Regions from separate parts of the Mus musculus genome. Here region 2 is linked to region 1. Evidence: chromatin contacts called from public Hi-C data. All regions are on one chromosome and are shown on one strand. Each heading gives the region's core, a stretch centred on a gene start, on an enhancer-like site or on the middle of the called end of the contact. The rest is flanking DNA. Distances are from core to core; before and after follow the strand shown.

Evidence for each region. Hi-C and Micro-C count contacts between places; a contact is called where the count stands out from the background.
Region 2: a Hi-C map of the N1E-115 cell line shows a contact between it and region 1, with 18 times the contacts expected there. The contact joins two enhancer-like sites.

What each region holds. Positions count from the first base shown.
Region 1 is chr3:134,097,656-134,102,754 of GRCm38.p6, forward strand. Gm26691 (a long non-coding RNA gene) reads right to left here. Exons shown (of 5, transcript XR_376102.3): 2 at 4,353-4,461. Among named protein-coding and RNA genes, the nearest start is that of Gm26691, 49 kb to the right of the region's middle. Within about 2 kb of position 2,311, at least 25 of the 459 cell types and tissues checked have an H3K27ac peak or open chromatin away from gene starts, as enhancers often do. A contact at or near this core is called in the N1E-115 cell line, where this site is marked.
Region 2 is chr3:134,627,334-134,632,432 of GRCm38.p6, forward strand. No RefSeq gene overlaps it. Among named protein-coding and RNA genes, the nearest start is that of Tacr3, 200 kb to the right of the region's middle. Within about 2 kb of position 2,023, at least 48 of the 459 cell types and tissues checked have an H3K27ac peak or open chromatin away from gene starts, as enhancers often do. A contact at or near this core is called in the N1E-115 cell line, where this site is marked.

The DNA of each region.
Region 1 (5,099 bases), core at 1,061-3,560:
TATGGAAAAAAAATGCTAAATTTAGAAAATGAACCTTACATGTTTAAATCACTCAGTGATTACTCATATTAACGAAGCTACTATGTGGTGTCAACCACCAAGAATTTCTCTGCAGAAAAGCATAAGGAAACATGTCTACCCTCCAGCTACTGACAGCCAAATGGAGCATGCAGAATGCTAATCAGGCAGACACAATACAGTACTAAATCTCCCATTAAAGGCTATCAGGGGGAGTAAGGTAAAAACTTGGAGTACTGATGAAGGCTTCTTAGTGACACTGTCTCAAAGGTCTGACTCACAAACAAACATTAACTACAAAAAAGGTGAAAATGTTCCTAACATGTGGAAAGACATGTACAAATCACAATTTACTAGCATACTGGATAAATGTAAGAAGAGTGGGTCACCCCACTGACCAGTAAAGAAAATGGGAGATTAAATAGAGTAAGGGTGTTAGGTCCCTTACTTGTTGTCATAACAACATACCTGACAAAGTTTGCTAAAAGGAAAGAGAGATTTACTTGGCTCACAGCTTGAACATGCATCATGGCGAGGAAGGCATGGCAGAGAAACATGAAACAGCTGGACATGTTGAACCCACAGTCATGAAGCAAAGAGCAATGAACGCTGAAGCCACACCAGTCTTCACTCTTTTCTTCAGTATAGGACCCCAGGGCTTTTCTGGTGGGTCTTCCTTTTTCAATTAACCCTATCTAACTTTGCAGAAATACTCGAAGACTAGTCTCTCCAGGTAATTGTACATCCTGCTGACAATCAATATTAGCCATCCCAGGCAGAAAGAAGAATCAGCCTACTTCCAATTTACACCTGTCCTTGCCACTCTGGCAAAGTTATCATTCCAAATAGAATGAAGAAAAGAACACCATTGGATGTGAAGTCCCAGAAAAATAAATAAATAAAAAGAAGACGTAAGACACCATTTATGCATCTTAAATGAATTCAAGTTTACAGCCATAGATAAGTTACATTCTGAGGTAAAGTTCGATGGACGTGCAGATGCAATCATGAATGATTGGCAGTTAACTGCAGAGTCACAGAGGTGAGCAGTCCTGTCAGGATGTGAGCTGAGTGAATAATCCTGGTTCCCTCAAAGGGTGAAATGGCTAAGTTCTGGAAACTATTAGATCAGCAATGTTGATCTTTAATACATTCTAGAATGGATTACCCTAAGAAGAAATTGAGAGTGCTTAGGAAATAATGAGACTACCTCCCATTCCAGACAGAGTGCACTAAAAGCATCGCTGCTAAATTAGCCTTATTTAATTTTCTGTAGGTTGAGTAGCCTGGGAAATTTCAGAGGGTTGAGAGGTAATGTTTGTGTCTAGGTAAGGATTTTTATGAAATCACGCACGTGTCCTTGTGGTGAAGGGCAGAAATCTCACTGGCTGATAGAGGTAGGCAGAGGACAGCTGGGCTTGCAATTACTAATTTGATGCTTGCTGACAGGTACGCTTCTCCTAGCATGTCTCTCGGCTTTGTTCTTAGCTGTGTTTCAGTTACATTTTATAATCTAATCTGGCCGAGGAGACATCAGTCTGGAAAGAGTAAGCAGATACGTTGATAAGAGCCGGATTCAGAAGAGTTTTAGTAGCTAGACCAAAGCAGGAAGAAATAGGCCATTGAGATCCAGTTGCAGATATGAGGTACAGCTTTGACTTTCTGTTCTATAGTGATGTTTGGGCTTCGAAAAGTTAATGTCAAAGAAATAAAAGCAAAATTTGAAACAGAGCTATGTACTGGTGATAAGTACAAACTCAAAACTCTCCACCCCTCTCTCTCAAAGGGTATTGATTCACAGACCACGATAAATGCATCAACTGAGGAGCATATCCAATATGAGGGAAATAGCAATAGGAATGAATGATTCCTAATAGGAATGAATGATTTATAAGACTTCACTGAGCTTGACCACTGGCAGGACCCCCCCCCCCCCCGCCCACTACTGTTATATACAATCCAAAATCATGTTAGACAGAGGATCTCTTTTCCTAACCTCTATCCCTCCTACCTTAATATGAGTGATAAATAATTCATACCTAGGCCCTCTTTGACCTTCACTTCAAGTAGAAACAGTGAGCAGCAAAAGCCAATCAGAAAGAAGAAAAATTCCATCTTCTTTTGCACTCTAATTGGTTTAATTAGTCCAGGCCATAGCTTATCAGCGCCTGGCATGCCTCTGGTTTTAGGGATTGGTTCAGAAGTAGCCAATTGATGTAAATCTCAGTGTTTTTTCCCCCAGCAGTTAATGGGAGGCAACCTGTCTTTCTTGCTGAATGAGGCAGCAGGCAAAGCTAATTGCTGCTGGCAGGCATCCAAGGACTAGGAGGGAAGTCAGTCTGGAGGGAAAGTTAACACAGAGATAGAGGCAGAGAAGAAGAAACCACAGGAAGTGGACCCAGAATCCAGGCTGACCAGTATAAATTGCTCTGAGTTTGTAGTTTTATAAGTCCAACTTATGCCAACTTGAGGCTTATTTTCTCTTTCCTTTGGCTGAAATCCTTTTTAGAGACTCCAGCACAAACTTCTAATACACAACAGTCTTGTCAAAATAGAGGAGCACAATGCCACTGAGGACAATTTTGAAGGACTCAGCAGGAAAACTTAAGGACCATGTGAGCTGTTTAGAATGCCTGTCTTAGGGGAGAGGGCATTATGCAGTGGTTATTGCTTGGTAAGTCAAGGCTAGGACTATTGCTGTGGAGCTGTGGAAAGGCAAATTGTGATTTGATGCAAAACACCAAGAACACTAAATTTTAAGGCCCTGTGTTACAGGCATCTGCTTAGCTATCAGTGGACGTGCTGAAGCAAAGAATCATGGGCTGTATCTGGAAGTTTTGTTCAGCCCCAGGTTTGTTGATATTTTGTCATCTCTTATTTACATGTAGGCAAGGTAGTTACTTCCTAAAGAGAGAGATTCCTATCTCATGTTCTATGTATGTCTTGATTGATGTTTTCTGCAGGTCTGTGTTTCCATCTGAAAGGGGAATGGGACAGAATCAATGGTTTCTTAAACTGCTTTTAGCCCTGAATATGTATGTACGTATGTATGTATGTAAGTATGTATGTAAGTATGTATGTAAGTATGTATGTAAGTATGTATGTAAGTATGTATGTATGTATGTATGTAAGTATGTATGTAAGTATGTATGTATGTATGTATGTAAGTATGTATGTAAGTATGTATGTATGTATGTATGCATATATGTATGTATGTATTTTACTACCCAAAAGATATTACTGGAAGTGCATTCACCAGGCTCATGGCCTGCTGCTTCTCATAACAATAAAAATACTAAAGAATGGGTGGTGCAGACACCAGCTTCCCATAACATTGCCATCAGCATCACCACAAGGAATCTCCTTAAGTCACTCCTAAAGCTGGAGAGGCTGTGTGTTTGTGTGTGTTTCAGACATGAAATTTTCTATAATTATCAAAATCTCAATGACTGGACCAGAATTTATTGAGCACTTATGTTCCAGGGTCTGTGCTCAGCATGGTGATGGCGGAAGTCGTACCTGTCTGGCTTTGTCTAATGCACAAAGTAAATCAAGAGATTCGGTGCAGTAACCTCTCTGCTCCTCAGGATTCATATAACCCTTTCCCCAGCTTCGCTCTTCATGCCGAATCTAGGATATGGCCAGGATTCTCAATATAGAAAAAAATATGAATGGGGGAATAAATCATCATTCCGAGCGACAGTTGGATTCTTTTGAGAAATACAGAAAGATCCTTTAAAGTAAAGCTGTAAACTTATTTTGTTCTATTACTTGTGCAAGACTATATGGCACTATTTTCAAAAGAGGTAAAATATTTTTATTTTAACTTACCTAAATGTGCTCTACTCTCAAGATTAGTACAGGAAGACAAACTGGACTCCATGGAGTCAGGGAGAAGGAAACTCAACATGAAATGGTTAGGGAGTGGAGAGTGGGAAGGAAGGGTGGTTATAGAAGGAGTTGAGGGTATATTAAGAATATATTACATGGGGTTCTCAAAAAGTTAGTAAGAATAATGTAAAAAAGAAAATACGTTAGCAAAATATAACCTGTAAGTTATTCCCTACTTCTTCTGGATATTTAATAAATTCCTGCAGTTAGTCATCACTGTGCACAAGCATACTGTAGAATATAGAAAACACCTTTTGTATTCTCAGGCTTAGTAACTGGAGTACCCAAGGTCAACAGGTGAGATTTTGAGCTGCTCTACCCAGGGCATGCCTTGTGTGTCACAGGAGTACAGAGTGGGAGAGACAAAGGGACAGGGATAGGGAAGTTACTATGAATTGAATGTCAAGGCTCTTAGCCTTGACAGAGAAATTGAAATTTAGTACCTTCTGAGGAATACTTCTTCGGTGAGGCAAAAACAACCTTCCGGTGGTTGAGAGGAATCCAGATGTCTGTAAGGCTAGTGATGGTTTTAGATAAAGGCATCAGAGTTTCCTGGAAAAGAATGGCAGGTTTTCAGGGTATGCCTAGGATCTGACATCTCTTAAAGCCAAGTGGGTAATTTGTTATTGTGGTGGGTTTGGAGTGAGGATATTTACACTGTTTTTGAGCAGGGAGTAACAGAAATAATGCCTGAAGAGGCAGATTTTATCAGTGAACTAGAACATGAATCAGAGAAGGGAGTCTTGCCAGGAAGCCATTATAGAAATCCCCCATGACAATGAGGGTGTCAGGATATGGGTTAAAAGATTTAAACTTGTGCACAAGGCATTTCAAAGAATAACAAAGTTTCTAGCTCATTGAATACAGGCAATCCATGCAGTTCCGTTTGCTTGTTTGGGATGTGCTCATCGTGTAACTAATACCAACTCTGTCAAATCATCATGTGAGATTTATTTTATGTGTGTGTACACATGTGTGATATATGTCCTGTATCTTCTACTAGATTAAAGTGTTCCTGTATACCTCCTTTGAACAGTATGCTCTGAGACTCTAGGGTCCTACTTTATTGGAATGAGACATAGAAGTAGGGGAGGGTGAATATTAACATGAACTTTCCCAGCCAAGTCGACAGAAGAGGCCCATCAGCCTCTTGGACACATTCACAATGTGAGGATGATTGACCTCTGGGC
Region 2 (5,099 bases), core at 773-3,272, 530 kb after region 1:
CTTTATAAGGAGTGAGAATAATATCTTGGCAATTATTGTTTTTCACCGAATCTGTCATTGGATAGATTTTTTTTTAATTACATTTTCTTTAGTTGTTTGGATTCTCATCCCATAAATGTTATTAAGAGTCGCTCTATTTCTTCAGTCAGTGGGTTGGACCAATTTAAAAAAAAAAAACCATGAAACTCCTTCAGAGGGTAGATATTTTTATGAGGAGGTTATGACTAAGCTCAAGACCAGGAAACTTTTCTTCAAGATTCAAAATGACAATAAATTTCTGGATACTTCTATTAAAATATATTATTTTCCTAGAGTCACATGAGAGATGAAACTGTCAGAATATTATTGTGGGTGAGAAAAGGGACTATTACATCTGTTCTATTCTGTCTTTAATGAAGCCTAACCCTGGGCCATTTTGGATACCTATGTCTTTCAGTTCAAACCTTACGCAGTCCATAGTCCACAGCATTCAGTTCTATGAAAACCTGCACTTACAGATGTTAGCTTCTGTAGTCATTAGACAAAATATACTGCGATGGAAATTTTTTGTGTCAGCATCCATCTCTGGTAAGTGTCTCTGGTCATGTGACTAAGCTCAATGAGAATCTCGAGACAGAGTAAAAACCAAAACACAAAATGCCACAGGAATGATCTCTCTCTCTCTCTCTCTCTCTCTCTCTCTCTCTCTCTCTCTGTGTCTCTCATGCTTCCTTATTTTTTTTCCTTTCTTCTTTTTCTGTTTCATTCAGTTTCTTGACTTATTCCTAATTGATTGCATTGTGTACTAAGGAGATACTGTCTCTCTGTTATCATACTGTGTATGATATTATCCTTGATCTTAAACTAACCAACTTGGAGGAATAAAGGGGGAAAAGAAAAGAAACATGTTAATTTGTCTTTTCTCAAACATGGAATACTCTGACTGTTACACAAATAGTAATTTTCTTTGTTATATGTTAAAAGTGTTAACAATTAGCCAGAGAATGGGAAGAAATGATCTGTGGGGAACTCTTAAGGGAGTGCGAATTCCAAAATTAATTTTAAACATCTATAATGAGGACAAGAATAGAGGAGAGACAAAATGAAAGGAAAGAGAAGGAGAGAAGAAATGAAGGAGGAGGAAGGAAAAAAAGCTAAAAGGAACAACTGATGCTTCCCGTTCACATCCGGGATGTCTGTCGGCCAGCTCAGGATGTCTGTCGGCCAGCTCAGGATGATTCCCTAGTCCAGAGCACCAGGTATGACCAATCCCATGTTTAAATAGGCCTGCTCCAATCCAGGTCTCTGCTAAAGGAAAGAATAAAACACTAGGAGAGAAATGGATCCTGTGGCTGACAAAACCACAAATATGCCACACAATTTCTATGAGCTATTAAATATGTAAAATTAAAGGAGGGGAGAGAGGTGGTGTTATCAAATCCATTGTATACACAAAAGTGAAAATTTCAAGAAATATATTTTAAAAATTCTTCTAAAAGGCTTTCAATACAAGATGGACAAGATCCCCCCCCCCGTGTGTGTTTGTGTGTGTGTGTGTGTGTGTGTACTTTTTACTGTTTTATATTTTTGTTTTTTAAGAAAGGAAAAAGAACATAAAGTTGGATGATGGTGGGGAATCTGGGAAGAGTTGGGGGATGGGAAAAATATGATCAATATATATTACATTCTGATTTTTAAGAGATAAAATGAATTCTAATTCCGTATTCAACAAAAAAAAAAAATCTTCAGAAAGTGACCATTTTAAAATAACATTTTACCATTGAGAAGAAGACATTGAAGAAATGATGTATGTTTCGAAATATTTTGAATTTAAAGACCTTTCACATTACCTAGCTAGGAGGACAGACAAACCGTGATTTTTTTTTTAAACAAATATCCACATATCATTCCCGTCTTCCAGACCTGGAAATGGATTTTATAGCTTGAGAGCATGACAGAAACATCTTCTGCTGGATTTAAAGGCTGGCTTCATGGTCGCATGAAAGAAGATTAGGGTGGGTGTGGGGAGAAGCAGGGCTGGACTTCCGTTCAAACGCCTCAACTATAAAAGATGAGTCATTGCTGCGGGTTAGTCAAGCTGACCCTTAGTGTGAAGGAATTGCAAAATGAAAAATAAATAACTCCACTGACTTAGAATATATGCCATTTCAGGGAGAGGGAGAGAGAGAGAGAGAGAGAGAGAGAGAGAGAGAGAGAGAGAGAGAGAGAGAGAGAGAGAGAGAGAGAGAGAGAGAGAGAAAGAACAACCCTTTGTGTTTGCTCTGCTAGGAAAAAAGAAAGAAACTGTGTATCTCTTAAGTGATGACTGATTATTTACCTATGAACGAGGCCATCCGTATCTTTATAGCTGTAGCTAAACACTATGTCCCTGTCATCAGTCTCAGCAAATGGAACAGCAGAAGCCCCCACAGAAGCAAGGGTGCAAATCCCTTTATCTGTCTTTGATTATATCTAAACGGGATGGTTAATGGGCCTTGTGCTGAAGCTTCTAGTAAATTGGCCATTTGCTTTCACGAACACATTCTGGAATAGCTTCCAGGAAAAGCAGGCAAATGAATTAATATTTACCTCTGTAGCCATGATTTCCCCCCATAGCTCCTCTTCTTCCCCTTGAGAATTATAGGAGAAAACGAAGAGCAACGAGTGCCACGGAGCCGCGATCTTCCAGTGCCACCTAGTGCTGCTTTTATTTCTGAACTGCGCTGGCAATTTTTATTAATGGCTGAGTAATTCCAGATGTTTTTGACTTACAAGACTGAAAGCTACTCAATCTTTATTCCACATGGAATGCTTCTCAGTAATAATTTCTGCAAATAAGAAAATGAAGGAAACAACACCCGGGCATCATGGAAGTTTGAAAGGGAACCCAGGCAAGATATCTTTAACTTTGTTTTCTGAAAAGTTGCCTTTTACAATTCTGAGCTCTTCCCAGGGGAACACTTTCTCCCGCTGTCAGCATTCGGTGGTTGCTTGCAGTTCTTTGTCTCGGGTTGAGTCTCCTTGAGTGTAGGGTGATTCTTCCACACTGGGTGTCGATTCCTTCCACTTAGGGTGTGGATTTCTGTTGTCAGCGCTCAGGTCATGTTTGGGCAGACGAGGGAGGAAAATGACGTAATTACCATAATCCCAAGAATGTTTTAAAAAATCAAATCGCTACCAAAAACTCAAGAAAATAAAAGCCATTTCTTTGATCTAAAAAAATACAGTTTGATCTATGAAAATAGCTATCTTAGTTCTCTAATTTGACAGAGTCCACTAATATTTAATGATTTTACTACCCAACCATCAAATAGCACAGATGAGAAATGTGAAAAACTCTGGCTGGTTGGTTTTCTTCTCTATTAAAATGAGGTTTTTAACCCTGCAGCATGCTAACCTTTGTTGTAAGGACTTTCTTCTCCGTCCATCTGTGTAAGTTCTGCTGCGGCTGACACTTTGTTCATGGGAAAGGAAAAGTGAAAATAAACAGCCTTTGAATGCAGTAGATGTGTGTGCGTGTGTGTTATGTAGGGTATGCAAGACATGTGTGCTGTGTCTGTGTGATGTGTGAATGTGGAGTATGTATATGTGTTATGTGGGTGGTATGTGTGTGTACATGGTGTGTTGTGTGTGTGAATGGTTTAAATGTGTTGTTTGTGGTGAATGTATAGGTGTTATATGGTATGTAGTATCTATGGTGTGTATACATGTGTGGTATGTGTGGCGTATTATGTGATATGCATGTATGTTGTATGTGAGTGTATTATATGTGGCATGTGTATGTCTATGAGTGTGTGGTGAATATGTGTGTGTGTGTGTGTGTGTGTGTGTGTGTGTGTGTGTGTGCGTGCGCGCGCGCGCAATGGAAGCTAGAATTCACTGAACCTGGACTTCGTAGAAAGGCTAGGATGGCTAGCCAACAAAACTAAAGGATGCTTTTGGTCCTGCCTTCTTGGTGGGGGAATGTATGTGTCACTGTGCCAGGATTTATGTGGGTGGTGGAGTGGTCATGTTTGTGGAGTCAGAACTGCCAACTTCTCTCACTTTCCCAAGAAGCCTTCTCCCTATCTTTGATTGTTGTGGACATTGATAATGCTGTTGCACAAGAAACTCAGCTCCACCTTAGTTTGACAGCATTATCTATGCTGAATTGCAAAGATAAAGGCACTTCCATAGCTACAAGATCTCCAAGTTATAAATTCAAATTCCAGGGTCTACAAGCAGGATGTAAAATTTTGGTTTAACATGCTAGTTAAACATTAAACAAAGTAAAGCTTCTGTGTGAAATGCAAGTGTGGAATGATACTTTGCAAAAGTGGTAACTCTTGAATCCTGATTGACAGTATTTTGACAGCACATTTCATCCTGTCAAAACTGACTGTGATTCGTGATGGATCAACTGAAAGAAAAAAAGAAAGGAAGAAGAAAAGAAAAAAAGTGAAGAATACATGGTATTCTAAAATTGATAACAGCTTATCATTTCTTTTAAAATATTCTTTTAAAATTAATTTATATTTTACACTCCATATTCAGTTCCCCAACCCCCCATCCAACTCTCTAACTCCTCCACATCCCACACCCCCTCCCCACCCCCCTGTCTCTGTGTGGATGTCTCCAACCTCCAACCCACCTGACTTCTAAAATCCCTGGATCCTCCAGTCTCTTGAGGGTTAAGTGCATCATCTCTGACTGAACACAGACCCAGAAGTCCTCTACTGTATGTGTGTTGGGGGCTTCATATCAGCTTGTGTATGTTGTCTGGTTGTCCAGTGTTTGAAAGATCTCAGGGATCCACATTAATTGAGACTACTGTTCCTCCTACAGAATCAGTCTTCTCCTCAGCTTCTTTCAGCCTTCCCCAGTTCAACAACAGCTGCTTCTGTCCATTGGTTGGGTGCAAATAACTGCATCTGACTCTTTCAGCTGCTTGTTGGGTCTTTCAGAGGGCAGCCATGATAGTTCCCTTTTGTTCTCTCTCTCTCTCTCTCTCTCTCTCTCTCTCTCTCTCTCTCTCTCCCTCTCTCCCTCCCTCTCTCTCTCTCTCTCTCTCTCTCCCTCTCTCTCTCATTCCACACACAGTCAAGACACACACACACACACACACACACACACACACACGG